Linked DNA regions of Anas platyrhynchos: region 2 is linked to region 1. The links are chromatin contacts, called in public Hi-C maps. All regions are on one chromosome and are shown on one strand. The core of a region is the stretch at or near the end of the contact, and the rest is flanking DNA. Distances in the headings are between cores, read along the strand shown.

Region 1 (7,847 bases), core at 2,570-5,069:
GGTGGAGGGAGAAGAAGAGGAAGCAGAGCACCCATCACCACCAAACAGACCACAGACAAGCTGTAGCCTCCTCTGTAATTACAGATAACAGATGCCTGCACAACTGCTTCTCTACATGTCGAACTACATGAACCATAACAAACACAGGTGTGTAAGCATGTAGCTAGAATACAAAGAAAAATAGGAAGAGCTTAAGACAGTACAAACCAGGCAATCATGATGCTGTGTAACAGCTTGGACACTGTTTAACACAAATACTAATTGACCAGATACACTACTTACATTATGCTTTTACTAAGACCCAAACAAAATAACTTTATGACTTTGGCAGAAGCTTGAAAACCATTAACCATCCAAGCCATCAACATTACACTTCTAGTCTTTCACAACCCAGTTCAGCATCATCTCTCCTCTCTGATTTGATTTTTAAATACCAGGCTCTTGCCCCCTGCACCTGTGTTGCTCTGCACAGATCCTCGTCACTTTGCTTTATAGAGCATGTCTCATTTGTCATGCTGTCATATGAAATAAAGCCAGAAGAAAAAAAGACCACCAACCATTTCATTTGTCTGCAAGGCTGCATACAGGTATTTGGCCTTAAATTTCCTGCTGACTTCAAGGAAAATCCCAAAGCTAATGAACTCTGTTCATCCACCAGTGTCTAATGAACACAGATGACTAAATTATGAATTAAAGCATCTGTATACTTAAAAAGACTGTCTTAGAAAAAAAAAAAAAAAAAGAATAAAAAAGGAGTCACTGAAATGTTCTTTAAGAAAAAAGCTATAATTATTCCAAGTAATATATGTGGAGCAAAAAAAATATATATTAATATAAACAGAGTAAAGAAGTACCACAGACCCAACTAGTCTTAAAGAAAAAAGGAAAATGAACTTTTTGGTATTTTTTCTTCTGATTGCCGTGGGTGTGCACTATAAGAGTGTAATAATATTCAGGCTCATGATATTCAAGATCTTAACCCCTGTATTTAGAGGCATTTGATTCTCCTTGAAAGCATCCAAGAAAAGCTATCAACAAACCTTTCATTTATGTGAAATAACAGACATCAGCAAACTGTGTGTCAACATTAATGCGGACATTCCAGTGGATACAAAGCTTCCTTTTTTACATTACATAAACCAACCAAACCTGATACACTTTCAGTCTATGGAATTTCCTCACCTCCAACTTTCTTTGTTTTAAGGAAAACTGCCTCCAGTAATCTACGTGAAAGTAATCAGGCAAAACAGAACACAATATAGTCTGGAAAATAGATGCACAGTATGAATGAGATTCTTTTCTAGAAGAACTTATGTTTAAAAAAAAATCTTTTCAAAGAAGGGTGAAGTATTAGAAAAGATTGATGTGTCTCATTCAGCCAGCAGGAGAGAAGTGGAAGCAATCTGGAACAGCTTACACTAATTAAAATTTACTCTTCAGTGCCAGCAAGAAAGGCGTCTCAGTATCTAAGTCAACTTTTGTGTGAAGCTAAAGCAGCAGCTGGCATATCTCTGAACACACTCTATTAGGAGGATGCTTCATTAGTATTCTTTTAATTGAAGTTGTCTGTACTTATGAGCATATACTGGTCCTGCTTTCATTTGTCGGTTTTGGAGAGTTTTGCTCTAAAATGACCAAAACCTCTACACTATCTCCCACGACTATTTTCTACAACTATCTGTCCACAAAAGATGATACACAGTGGCAGGTACTTGCAGATCTCTACCTAGTGCACACTGAATTGGTAACAGCAGGAGCTCTCTTGTTCTGTGTACTGGTAAGTTTGCCCAGCAGGACCCAATTTTGATTTAAAAAACAAAATCTCAGCACAAGTGAGAGTCAAAATTATGTATTACCATCCCTGCTACCTATGGTTTCAGTTTGGAACCCAAACAGACAATTCTAGCAGAGACTATGGCTATCAAGAAGTGACTCCCCAGCTCTGTCACTTGTCATCAGTGATACAACTCCTATAAATACTGTTTGCTAGGTAGCGTTTTGGCACCTGGAGTCTCATCATGGGGAAGGGGCCCCAGTGCTGGACAAGCACACCCCTCTTGGAGAACCAGGTCTACTGTGATCCAGATACTCCTCTCACTGAACACCACTAGTTTGGGAACCAATGCTATGACAGAGAAAAAGAACGTCAGTGCTGTCCACATCGCTAGGTCCTCCAAGTCCTTGCTGGTTATCACTCCTAGATATCAGAAATTCAAACAAGTATGATTTCCACATGATTCCTTTAACTCAGAATGATTCTCTGGGTGCCTGCAGGTCTGCATACAACTTTATGTTGGTTTATAATTCTTCTAAATATTTTTAGAGTTTCCTTAACTCTTCGTTAACCAATCAGGCCTGGGCTTTTTCAGCTCCAAAGCCACAGTTAGAGTGGAATATTATGGCTTAACAGACAGAAAGGCATGATATGAAAATATGCCTTTCTTTTCCCATTTTCCTAAGGGTCTGAGTACATGCTCTCAGTCAAATCAGAACCTGAGATTCTCTTCACTCATCTGCTGAGCACAAACCTTATCCAACTATGCCTTTACATTGCCCTTCATAATCCCAGGATCTCAAAGCCAAGTACCAGTAGAAAATACAGAAAGCCTCCCTCAACAAAACCAAAATTGCTGGTAAACTACCTAGCATCACAAAAAAAATCTGCAGTCATTTTGAATTATAAAACTATGCTGGGTAAATCATTACAAATTAACCTCCTAAGTGCAATCCAGAAGTCAGAGAAAGAATCAGAAATTCCAAAAGATTTAATGGTTAAGTTACCACAGGCAGAGCTGAATACTTCCTGTGAATCAGTAATTTACAAATTCTCTTATAAGCATTAAAACTCAACAGCAAACCAAGTTAATTTCCCTTTGAAACTTTCTTCACCCTCTCTTTCCCCTTAACTTGATTTCTCTCTCTCTCTTTTTTTTTTTTTAAACAATAATGGTTTCTTAAGAACCATTCCTGAAAACGGTTCCTGATCACAAATCCATTTCAGTATCAATCTACCAGAGGCATAAACCTGGTGATACCCCTCTTTAAAGGATAATTTAAATAAATTGAAGTGTTAAACAGTGGAAGAAAATTAATTTCCTCTAACATTGTCCTTTTCTGAATACTTCAGCTTGTGCAAATATATATGGAAAAACTGGAATCTCTTAACTCTGAAACCCCTCACTGCATCAAAAGGACACTTTTACAGTGTCTATAAAAGAAAATGAGCCCTTCAAAATATCCAATTTCTGGGTAAAAGTCATTTGTTCATACAGAAATAACTAAGTGTAAATGTCTCTTCCAACCTGTAGTACCAGATACTTAAAAAAAAAAAAAAAAAAGAAAGAAAGAAAGAAAAGGATGGCTTCCAGAGACAGTCTACACTTCTAAAAGGAGGAGAAAAAAATTAAATCAAGAAGATTGAATTGAGACAGTTTCAATCAAATGCTGATGAGCTCAGAAAGTGAAAGGATTCAGAAAGAAGATGGAATACTTACTGCTGGAGGCAGACAATTCTTTGGGGCTGGAGGACATTGGCTGAGCACACAACTGACAGAGACAATCCCTTCCATTAAAGGTAACTCGATCACCTGGTGGAAATGGGCGCCTGGAGAGTTAAAAAGAAAAATCTATTTTAGCAAAGGTTACACCAGAAATTCTGTTCTGTTCCACATGCCTCAAGTTTGCTGCCTTCCACCAGTGCAATTAATATTTTACAGAAACTCAGGCCAAAGAGTTTCTGCAATGTGGCCTTGGCAAAGCCAGGCACTGGAAGAAATCCAATCCACAGATGCAAGCAGAGCAGAGGTTAGACTTGCCTTGTATTTTGGTTTCAAAATGTTATACAACATACTTTATCTAAAGAGAAGAACATCTTGAGACTTGTGTCTCATGGTGACGACTTTCTCCCTGTTTTTCTGGTACTGGGTTCAGGCCACACTAGTTGAAAGGGATGACTTACTTGCAAACAGTACAGGCAAAGCAGGTTGGATGGTAAGTTTTTCCCAGAGCTGTCACAACTTCTCCTTCAACGAACTCCCCACAGCCGTTGCAGCGGGTACCATACATGCGCTGGTAATCCAAAGTACAAAGGTATTCCCCATTCTTAATGAAAAAGCCTCCTTGTGCCAAGTCACAGCCACACACTGGAAGAAAAAACAAAAAAAAAACACACATACAGATTGGAAAAATATACCTACAAAGGATGTTAGCAACACTCTATGATGCCTACAAATGAGAGGACCCTGGTGGTCTTGCTTCCTTCTGTCAGATTCTTGCCTTTTCCTACTGTCACTGCAGGCCTTGACTTCCCAGAAAATGACTGGCATTCTCTGGCTACAAGAGACTTTGTGATAAAGAGTTAAAAAATGGAACTTAGGATTGACTGGTATGCTATGAAGCATAAAATATGACATAGTGAAAGATACTACCTCCCAAGTAACTGCTTTTATAAAATTTTCGAGTCACTCAGAACTCCTTCTGTTGCTGTTTCTTTAAAAGCTGGAGTTATTTGGAATGCATACCACATTAAAAAGAAAAATGTCTCATAACAAAAACTTGGGGCTCATGTTCCCCACTTATTGCCTGTTGCATTGTGTTTGCCTTTCTGATCTCATTCTGAGATGATCACTTAAACTGAAAAGCTCATTCTCTGAGCAGCTGAATCTTAAACAACTGCCACTGACTGGGGAAAGCAAAATCCTTAAACCAACCCTACTGAATTACAGGGGATGCATGTTTTTTAACCTAAGAAAGACACTGGAGGCAGCTGAAATATTTTTTTTAATTATTTTAGACAAGTGGTAGATGTGGACGCATTCTTAGGGGAAATTGCTAAACAGGGCCTACCTTCTAAGATAGGTTTTGCATTGTGTTTACTCCTGGTTATCACCAAATTACAGATTCACTAAGAACAGGATGCTCATGACTTTTTGTTTTCATGACATACGTGCTTAAAGAACCTGCTCACTTCAGCACATCTTTGGCACACCACTGGACCTTGTGGGAGTTTGCCTCAAATCACCTGAAGCACTTGCAAGAATGCTTCTAACACAGGAAGGAAGAGGTTAAGCCTCTGCCCAACATCAAGCAAATCACTTATTTCCCTGCAACACCACCAAGCAGGCTTTGCAGATGGAGGCAGTTTTACTGTGGCAGTATCAGGCTGCAGCTGAATTTGTGCTCCTTGCTGAAAGACAAGGCTGTCTTACGTCTTCGTTCAGGGTCAGCACACTGCTATCTCACTAACCCTGCCAAAATCTCTGTGTGGGGCCACACTGTAATCTGTGAATGAACCTATTTGTTTGGAGCTAGCTTGGAGAACAGTTTTTTACAGCCTCCCTACTCCACGGGTTCAGTTAACGGTGGTGGATGAGTCTTTCAGATTAACATAACGTTTTAGAGAGAAGATCATAGCAATATTGATTCTGACAGCAACAACAACATAAAAGACCACAACTACACAGCAAGGAAGTAACGGGTGCAGTCACTTGCTTATTTCCTCGTGGAATACAGTGTTGTAGAAATCAAGATAAATCAGATGGTCATGAAAAAATAATACATCTGACAGAAAAATTTTACGCGGTACCTGGACTAGTGGGGATTTCCCCAGAGGCACTCATTGATTTTAGGCCATGAAAGCAGTCAGAACAATTCTTTCTTGTAAGGGCACATGGAAGAGACTTAGGAAGGAATAAGGTAAGACTGCATTATCTTCTTTTTGCCTGGAAATCAGACAACCTTTTTGACACCAAGTCATGAACAGGGTGATACTACCCACTCTGTGGCCTGGTCTGCAAAGCCACAGTACAGCCTAAACTGGGATTTTCATCTATTTTCCCAGCTGAAACTATTCCAGGGTTGTTCAACCCTGGAACCTGCCCACAGGTCTCTAATTCACTTGCCCAAGGAAGATGGAGTTTGTACCAACGCAATCCTGCTTTCACTTCAGGTATAGGAGATGAGCAGAAGATACGATTTCATAAATACAACAGATTTTACTATTTTATACACTATCACACATTTTTCCCCTCAGGCATGCGCTTTCTTATAAGAAGCTTTCATGTTGCTGCTTCTTTTTGAACCAATGACTATTTCAGGAATGTTGTGTGGTTTTGATTAACTCCTCCATTCCCCAGATAATGCTGAGCTATCGCACCTTCACTGCATCAATACTTTTTGCATTGCTTTAAAAAGTACATTTGAAATGTTCAGGGTAAACCATCAGTATTTAGTTACACACAAATACTGTGAGAAGGCTGCAGTAAAGACAGTCAAGCATTAAAAATCTAGCCACATCTCCGCTATCTATAATTTATGATACGTGCAGCCAAACCATATGACAGCATAGTGGATCTTGAATATGGCAAATGGGAATAAAGAGTATTAACCATCTGTATTTTGGACAAAGTCATTTCCCAAGAACTGTTATTGCCTTTGAGTGGCTAATCTGCATTGGTTGTGTGTTGGTCTTTTACACACTGTATTCCCTGTACTTCATGGATTAAATAACACTGCATTTGAATATGAAATTGTAGCTACATAAAATGCTAGTTGTGTACTACTTTACTTGGAAAAATAAGTGTGTTTATTAAAGGGTGAGAGACCAGTCGATGATTCCTGTGAGCTGGCAGTTTTTCACTATTAAATGTTTATTCACCAGGAACCTGTTTTGCTGTAAGAAAATATTCATAGTGCTACTTTGGCATTTTTGGTCAACTTAAGAGGCAGAAAGCAATCCATCCCCAAACTGTCAACTCCTATGAAGGGAAAGTGACACAAGAGATAGGAGACTGAATTTTACAATTCTTCTATAGTTTGGGCTGAACCAAGGACTTGAACCTGAATCTAAAATACAAAAGTAGCACTGAAAATACTGGACTGTTTACTTCATGTGTTGTTTTTTTTTTTTTTTTTTTTAAAGTCCTCTTTATAGACCTCTGTGGGAAAGCATAAATATGAGCTGCTAGATAACTTCTTAAAAGGACATGCATGTGGCAGCTCCCAGGCATTTTTAAATGTTATTGTAACAGTAATTAATAGAATACTAATAAAGATCACACGCTAAAATGCAAGTTAGAATTTAAGAAGCATCAGTACTAGCATTCTTCCAGTTTCCCATTTCTGCATAGACCAGTGTTAATATTTATATGCAAACAAATACCATTTCACAGTGGCATTAAACCCACAATCAGCTAAAACTCAATTATCAGTGACTGAGGAGAGTGACAAAGAGCTACAGTTAAAGCTCTATCATAATGCTCCAAAAAATGTTCTAAACTGGTTTTCAGGTACACTTCCAGAAAAAAAAAAAAAAAAAGAAAAAAAAAAGAAAAAAAAAAAAACCTTTTTAATTCTTCCTTTTTTTTTTTCTCCTGATTTCCATTTTGTTTCAAATACTCTTTCCAAGTTAACATTACATTATGTAACCATATCAGGCAGAAAATAATGTGATCTCCACATCACAGGTAAGGTAAGACCTTAGACTTACCTTGTTTTGGGGGCTACCAAGACTTTTTCCACTGGACATCCAGAAGCAAAGCACAAGCATATTTACAATAGGTTTGCTCTGCTTTAACGCCTAGATGTTGTTAGGGATTACTTCAGTATTCAGACTGCCAGATCCTGTGGTTACGCTGCATGGACTGGAGTACTGGTATGGAATGCCCCATACTGGATGCTTCAGAAGGTGCTAAATGTCACGAGGAGTTATGGAGTGCTCATGTGTCTACATGCAAGTTTCTTCCTAACCTCCTTTAGTTTGTATTTTAGCTTGTAGCTTTAAAGCCCAAGTCTACATATATTTTGGCCTCAAGCTGAAGGCAGTCTCACTACTGCCTCAGAAGCCTTCT
Region 2 (7,847 bases), core at 3,837-6,336, 63 kb after region 1:
TATTGTGTTTAAAATTTCCACCCATATAGACAAGTCACTTTCTGAGTTCACACGCTGAGGTAGTGACAGCCCTGATGAAAGGGCCCAGGCGTCCTTGTCCTTACAGTCATTACTAGAAGGCAAGAAGAGGGAGTAAATTGATTCTCTGATTCTAAATTGCATGCTCCCCAACATACACAGGCAGGAAGGATGGATGCTGAGTCAGCACTATTGGGATTTCAGCGTATGCTTGCAAGAAATGCGAGTATATCGCTTGTGATACACTGAGATTTAAATAGCTTCTCAGACTAAAATGGCAGTCTCCCATTACACTTTAAATAAAGATTTACTGAACAATTTTGTCTTTTTTTATGCTAAGCATTTGCTGAGCTACAACAATGTGCAACCTCCCTCTGTGCTTTTCCACCCCGAATTGTAGCTTGGGAACTTGCTGATACTGATTGCGTTCCCCTGACTTGGCTCTTAACACAGGCGCCAAGCAATGGATCACAAAGGGATAGCATGAAGATAAAATGTTTGGCAAACACTTGACTGTCATATGCTTTCTGTTGCCAAGAAACAAAAGAGGACCTATTAAAATCATCTCATTAATGAACTTTTCTATGTTCCTGTTTTTATTGGCATCTTGTTCATTAAGTAAATGCTTTTTCTTTCAGAGCGAAAATGTATTAGCAGAAGGAGTGACTTTTATTCCCACCAGAGGCTGGCATTTACCAAATCTTCACAATAAATAACTTTGAGTGAGATCCTCAGCTGGTTATGGTTGCTCTTGCTCTGTTTTTTGCTTTCAAATAATCTTTTTTTTTTTTTTTTTTTTTTTTTAACTTTGACACAATTTGGTTGCAATTGTGATCTGCTTGCTGAACAACTCTCAAGGAAAAGAAAAATATTTCACTCTGTCAGTGACAAGAAAACTTACATCCTCGCTTTTCTCAAGAAAAACACAACCCTCAAAGTCAGCTAATACCCAAACGAAAAGCCTGGTTGAAGAATTAATTCATAATGAGTAACTGCTGTAAAGATACAAAATCAGATTTCCAAAAGCAAAAAAGTGACAGGCAGGCATCAGTTGTGCAGATGTTCTCCTTCAACCCAAACACACGTGGCTTTATTTGTGTCAGGAGTTTTAATATAATACACCAAGGCTGACTGTCAGCACAGAAATTCCTCAGTGTGAGGCATGATGTAAGGGAGTGAACCAGACTCAGCATCACAGGACCCTGAGAGCACACCTGTCCTCGGCATCAGGCTTCACACATCACCTGGTGTGAATCTTTAAAACCGAAGTTTAATTTACCAGTCTCTGTGATACACTTCCCAGTGTATCAAGTTCAGCGGTCAGCAATTACAGGCTATAACATCACACAACTCTTCATCTAACCTGACCAAGTTCCAACCTAAAAAATAAACATCTACAAGTCCCACGGGAAGCCAGGTGTCAGGATTCAGTTCCTTCTGTCTCCTATACTAAATTTGTTAACAGGATGTTTATGAACTTTTTTCCTGTGACAGCTTCATCCATCAATTAAAACAGCTCCTTTCCCTTCGCTAGTGCCACGTACTCCTGGATGTGTTCCCTGACAGGTACATCTTCTCTCAGCATCTGTTCTGTTAGGCTCCACCAACACACACCAGTTTAGAGAAGTTGGGGTTTACCCACCCACCATCAGCCTGCCATCAAACAAGGGGTGAGCATTCTCCTTGACAGTCATTCCCCCAATGGTTAATTCCTAATGGGCAGCAAAAGTCCCTAGTCCCCAACTACACAAATATCACTTACTTACTAAAACTTAATTTTAACCTGTTTCTATGATTTGCCCCAACTCCTACGACATGCTGATCCCTACTTGGCACTGAATATGCCAACCAAATTTGCCATCAGTACACTTGGTTAGCAGACACCTATGTTTTCCATCTGTATGACCCCATAATCTCTTCCACCTTGATCAGTAATTTCTCAAAAACAAATATTCAAGTTTACAAATGTCTCCATATTTCATCTGTCATGTTTTACATGAGTATGTGAAAAGAGACCCCTCCTCAGACACTCTTGCAGCAGGCTCAAATCAGGTCAAAGGAATTCTGTACCCCAGAGATAAAAATCAGCAACAATGGTTAAGTTCTGTCATTAAGACTGCTCAAATGAGTCTGCAGTTCAGCTGACCTGCTCTACATTTTCAGAATAACCAGAGCATTGTTTCGGGGGTTAATGAGAAGTTCAGCCATTCATACTTCAGTAACACTGAGACACCACTGGAGGTAGCAACATCCCTGCATCAATTCAAACCTGATCAGGTGGGATAACCACCAGACAGGGGGGCAAATTAAGACATAAAGAGAAAGGAATGCCTAAGTCTAACTTTGCACGCCACAGATCAGGGGCAAAGCCAGAGCAAGAAGCTAGGTGTTACACCACTCCAGGCAGGACCCCACAAGACAGCTTTTCAGTTCTGTTTTCATGTGCAAGTACTGACACAGCCAATAGGAGAAGTAAAAATGACAACACATGAGCAATTTTACACAACTGAAAAATCAGCTGTCTCTCTCTTTTTGGTAACTGTTGCTTAGACCAATCACCAGTAGCTGAGGACCAAGGCTCTAAAATTTGCTAGAAAGGGAAAACCTGAAGCAGTTAATGGCTTTTACAGCACTTCGTGTGCTTTAAGTATAAAGCACAGTTGATAAGGAAAAATACTGGGAGAATTCAAATGATGCCTTATAGTTCTTTTTTGCTTCAAGGCAATTTTTATCACAGCCTACTGAATTATATTAAAAATCCTTTCATTAAATTTTTATTACCACTGACAATACTAAGTATGAGATGTGACTTCAGACCAAGAAAATTTTCTTTCTTATCACAGTGATTAAAGCAAGGTAATTCGGAAACCTAAGTAAGAGGGGTTTTTGTTTGTTTGTTTGTTTTTTAACTTCAACACCTGTCTAGTCAATAGCCACACAGCGAATTTCAGAATGTCAAGCACTAGTGAATCTGAATAAATAAGGTTTTGTTGTTGTTTTTTTGTTATGTTAAGCAGGGAAAACTGAAAGTGGTAGCATAACAGACCTCAGGATTATATGCACTCTGTTTATCTAACAAATGAGCAGTAAAAAAAAAAAAAAGTTAAATAGAGAAATACAGGATTATAATTTACAAAAATTGGTAGGTCAAAAGAGAGGAAGATATGGAGATTTATTCTTCTTTTAACTCACATTCCCATGCTTTTATACCTGTGAGCTTTATTTAGAAGTAGGGCAATGACATTTGCTTCTAGTTATTTCAAATGCATCGGGGCTGCCTTGCAGAATCAGCGGTTCTGTTATTTATTTATTATCTGTGGTACAAGGGCAGAAGCCAAGAACCAGGCTCAGCACTACCTGCCACCCCTAACCGGTAGCTCAGCATTGCTGCTTCTATCACTCAGCACCCCATGCACAGGGAGCTCACCTGGGTGCAAGTCCTTTCTTCTTTCTGCCCCAAATTTTCTGCTAAAGTAAGTGAAGTCTGTCCAGGACTTATATGTGGGACAAGAGACCAAAAATACAGAAACTCCTATTGACCAACATTCAGCAGGTCATTTGAACAGGGTTTAAAAGGAAGAGCCCTTTCAAGCAAGAGCAATGAATGCACCGGGGATGGAGAAGGAGATCCCTGGTAGTGTGAATTCTGGAACTCCTACGGGGTCAGCTGCTATCTGATGGCTGGCACCTCTCCAAGCAGGAGGTGTGTGTAGAACTGGGTACTGTGATGCTGTTCCAGAGGAAGCTCTCATTGCTGAACAGAGGGGAGCCATCACTCCCCTTGATCTGAAAGCTACATTCTTGAAAACCTTGTAAATTTTATTCCCCTGCAGAGTGAGCTCTCAGTGTCACAAGCAAGCTTGTCTGGGCATAGTGCTGACTCTCATTTTACCTGTCCATCAGGTCCCACTAGTCCTTCTCTGCTCGTGGATGCTCCCAGCCTGCCTGGTTCTTCCATCCAACGTGCCAGACTCCATTTGTCCTTGCAGAACACCCCAAGTCCCCCGCTGGCCCATCCTTCCAGGTGGCTCACGTGCCTCTGAGTGGGAACCCTGCTTTCCCTCCAGCTACTGGCTGCTCTCCCAGTTCGATGCCACCCGTGAACTTTCTAACGGGGCATTCTGCCCCTCTATTTGGGTCACTGAGGAAGATGTTGAACAGCAGTAACTCCAGTATCAACACCTGAGGTACCCTGCTTGGGACAGGCTGCTAGACGCTCCTTCAGCCTAATGATCTAGCCAGTTCTCCAAAAATCTAGCCTACCCAGTGAGTCCACGACCCCAGTCTGACTGCAAATAGGCTCTATCAGACGTTGTGTCAGCTTGAAGAACAGCAAGCACACTCAGTGCAAAGCTGCACCACTACTACACACCAAAGCCTGGACAAAATGGGTTGAAGGATGACCACCCCGAGTGAAACTTGGCAGTTAGCACTACAAAGAGCTGTTGTGCCATTTCAGAAGCCCAAGATGTTCATAGCCACGCATCCCATATGGAAACAGACGACACTTTGGTCACCACCTGAGAATTCCTCCCTTTCCCCTGCATTACTAGCAACAGCTTTCTCTTCTGTCCATTTTCTTCCTATTACTTTCACAGAAGGGAAACTAGCAAGGCGTTTTAACACCTCATTCTCTTGTTATTAATTAACCTGCCCTCCTGCAATGAACAGAAAGCAGCTAAGATGTCTTCTATTTAAAGAATGAGCTGTCATAGTTACCCATCCATCTCAGATCAACCAGAAAATAATTCCACACCCTTCAGCATCTGAGAGCACATGGAACAATTTAATGGGCAAAAATTAATGCAAGCCAGTGAGATTTAGCTGGCATTTGACTGAACACTTAGTCAGCAGTCTGTGCACACTGATGACACCTACACACTTATTCTACTAATTTCTATCATGAGTTTCACATTTGTTCCGTGATAAATTAAGAGTTTATTAAAAAAAAAAAAAAAAAAAAAAAAAGAGCCAACAAATTGTTTGGCCTTTTAGCAGGCTGTTTATGTACGCTAAAGAGAATCAAAAGTCTAGCTCAAGGTCAACTGCGTTGCCAAAGAAGGTGGTTCAAAACAAATTCCACCCAGAGTGTGTCTCTGATCCCAGATTTGTAAGGCTGGAGAGCACATACCTTACAGACACCTACACTGGAAACACAAATCCTTTGTTCCATCCTCTGTGAGCGTTGGTCCATTTTGCGCAGACACTTTTACAGGGATCACATATTCTTGGAAGCTCAGTTTCCAGATAGCTTTACTGTTGTGTCACTAATTTTTCCAGCTCAGAACTATTTCCAGCTACAGACTAAATGCTATTTTTAATCTTAAATTCTGTCTCATTGCTAGGCTTAAATTCATTGTGTTCTTCAAGATTCATTTTGGATTCTTCTCATACTTTTGCAATGCCAAGAAAATTCTACCAGTGATCTCTAGATTAAATTCACAATGATCATTCTTTTATCAATCTAAAATACTAAAATAATAATAAAGCATGGTGTTACCCCTCAATTTTTAAAAACTCTTAAATGCTGTATCGAGTTTAGACCTCAAATTCAAGACAAATCAGTTTCTTTTAGACTTGATTCGTCTCATCTCCATGCCACCTATACCCTATTCCCAGAGGCACCAGAGTACTTCTAACAACTGTCTTCTAAAATCTCCAGCTGGCCTGACCATGCCAATCCTTCCCTCACCTCCGAGTCATCTGTCTCAGCAGACTTGGTCATACCCTTTCACTATTACCGCCAATTAATTTGCAAAGCTGTCGTTTCAGGACCTCTGCAACAAGAGTCCCATTTTCCAAAAGTCAGTTTCAGCAAATCCAAGCGTACAAAGCAGCTTCCAAAGTAAACAAATGAGCTGGGCCATCACAGCCATGCCTATTGTTCTTCAATTATAACCACATGAAAAAAATAAAAACAAAAATCTAATCCTGGGAATAATTAATGACACCTATGTCCTGATATGCGTATTACTCACACGGTCAGAAATCAAAAGCACTGCTCTTCTATGCCAATAGCATTCCTTCTGCATAAAACCACATTAAAACCAGAGAAAAACCTAAGAGCTTTTCTATCTCATGGAGGCAGTTTAAGAAATAAAAAAACTTGCTAGCTTATAGTATAGCTAAAGCAGATGAAAAATCCTGGCTTCTCTAAAGGCACTGCTTCCTACTCAACTTCACTCCTTTCCAACAAAACACAAACACACACAGATCTAAAGGAATTCACATAAATTTCAATGTACATTGTGAGTAAAGCTATCATAAGGCAATCTGACAGGAGGTGGGTTAGAAATACCTTGGAAATATTTTAACGGCTCCAGTGCCTTGGAGAGGTGACAAACCGGTCGCTGCTAGCACTAAATAATACAAATGCTTATTTAAAAGTTGGTGAAATACATGTTCCAGGCCTGCCTGTAGTGACAACTCTTGTTTACGGCTCAGGAAAAACAAATTTCTATTTAAGGAAAAACTGTTCTTGGAGAAAACGGTTCCAAATCTTTCCTTAAAGGCATTCCCACGTAAACTTTATTTCCTGTGTAAGCCCCATTAGGCATGGGAGAGGTAAGGGCTCTGCAAGCTCACAGCCTCCGAAGCAGGGCTGGACAAACAAGCTGACGTTGTTGCCAGCCCAAGTGACCACCAGGTTATGTCCTTGGTTGCCCCACTGGGGGGCCAGAAATACATCCCTGTGCTCTGAGATGACAGTATTTATTCCAGAAGTGAGAGCCAATGCCTCCACCCTCGAAACATGTGAGATAAGGTTTGGCTGTCCCCAGAATAGTACGAGCATCACCTACACAGGCGCTGGGAGCACGCTAGGAGGCATCCAGCAGCCTGGATGGAGCACGGCTGGCAGCAGCAGCTGCTGACAGGCTGCCAGCACCCGGCCCGAACTGCAGCAACAAAAACAACTTCATTAGCGGGCAGCCACAGTCTGCGCTGACTTCAGCTCCTGGATGATTTCCACACACAGCCCGCTGCCTGTCTTTAGCCCAGTGTAGCTACAGCTTCACAAGCAAGGCTTTAAGGTAGCAGAGCATTTTCTGACTGGGTAGTGTCCATCACAGAAGGGACCGGCTCTTTTGTTGTGGTCCCAGTGCAGCATCTCATTACTGCCATATGCCTCAGCAGCACTACCGTGGAAACAACCGATTCTGTAGCAAGGGTCTGCAGCTCTTGGGAAGTCAATGCACTTGGCATCTGAGGGGCTAGATGACAAAAAAATAAAATAAAAAAATAATATAATAAACCCCTCTGCATATCCCTTAGAATTACTCCATAAAAGTGGAGGCCTTTTCTGAGCAGCTCTGAGTATGAAAGGGATCTCCTGGGCTGCTGAATTAGTGCCTGAGACCAGCACAATCCTTTAATATAGTAGCATAAGAGAGGACCTGAACCAGAAGAGAAGCTCAAACAGACACACTTTCCTGAGTGGCAGAGGAAGGTGTCCGTCAGAACACTCTCAAGCACAATTTTTCTGTGTGGCAGAGCGGCACAGGCACAGCAGCAGTGCCATCCAGCTGGAATTCGCAGCTCAGAGCAGTCCCCATGCACCCAGTCTTTCCTCCGGTCTCCCAGCCTTCCCGAATGTACAAGCAGGATTCAGCTTTTTCAGAACACGTTTGTCTGAGTCACCAGTGAGAACAGCAGCCACCAAAGTCACAGGCTGGGGCTAACTGGCAGGAGGTGGCACACAGGAAGCCTTCAGGGCACGGAGCCAGGCCAGGAGCCATGTTCCCTGGGGAGCCTGCCATTCCTCGCTCCCAGCAGCTGGACCCCTGCAGAAATTCTGGCTGAAACGCTGGAAAATGTGTCTAAAGACTCAC

Evidence for each region. A called contact is a pair of places that touch in the nucleus more often than the background predicts.
Region 2: a contact with region 1 is called in a Hi-C map of F5 follicle, with 2.1 times the contacts expected there. The contact joins two enhancer-like sites. A contact is called at or near these places in 2 of 8 Hi-C or Micro-C datasets (F5 follicle and liver).

The regions. Positions count from the first base shown.
Region 1 is chr6:33,050,567-33,058,413 of IASCAAS_PekinDuck_T2T, forward strand. ABLIM1 (actin binding LIM protein 1) reads right to left here. Exons shown (of 23, transcript XM_072039808.1): 3 at 3,959-4,142; 4 at 3,495-3,604. Among named protein-coding and RNA genes, the nearest start is that of ABLIM1, 99 kb to the right of the region's middle. Within about 2 kb of position 3,820, at least 5 of the 8 cell types and tissues checked have an H3K27ac peak or open chromatin away from gene starts, as enhancers often do. A contact at or near this core is called in F5 follicle, where this site is marked.
Region 2 is chr6:33,112,210-33,120,056 of IASCAAS_PekinDuck_T2T, forward strand. The region is part of intron 1 of ABLIM1 (actin binding LIM protein 1); the gene reads right to left. Among named protein-coding and RNA genes, the nearest start is that of ABLIM1, 38 kb to the right of the region's middle. Within about 2 kb of position 5,087, at least 1 of the 8 cell types and tissues checked has an H3K27ac peak or open chromatin away from gene starts, as enhancers often do. A contact at or near this core is called in F5 follicle, where this site is marked.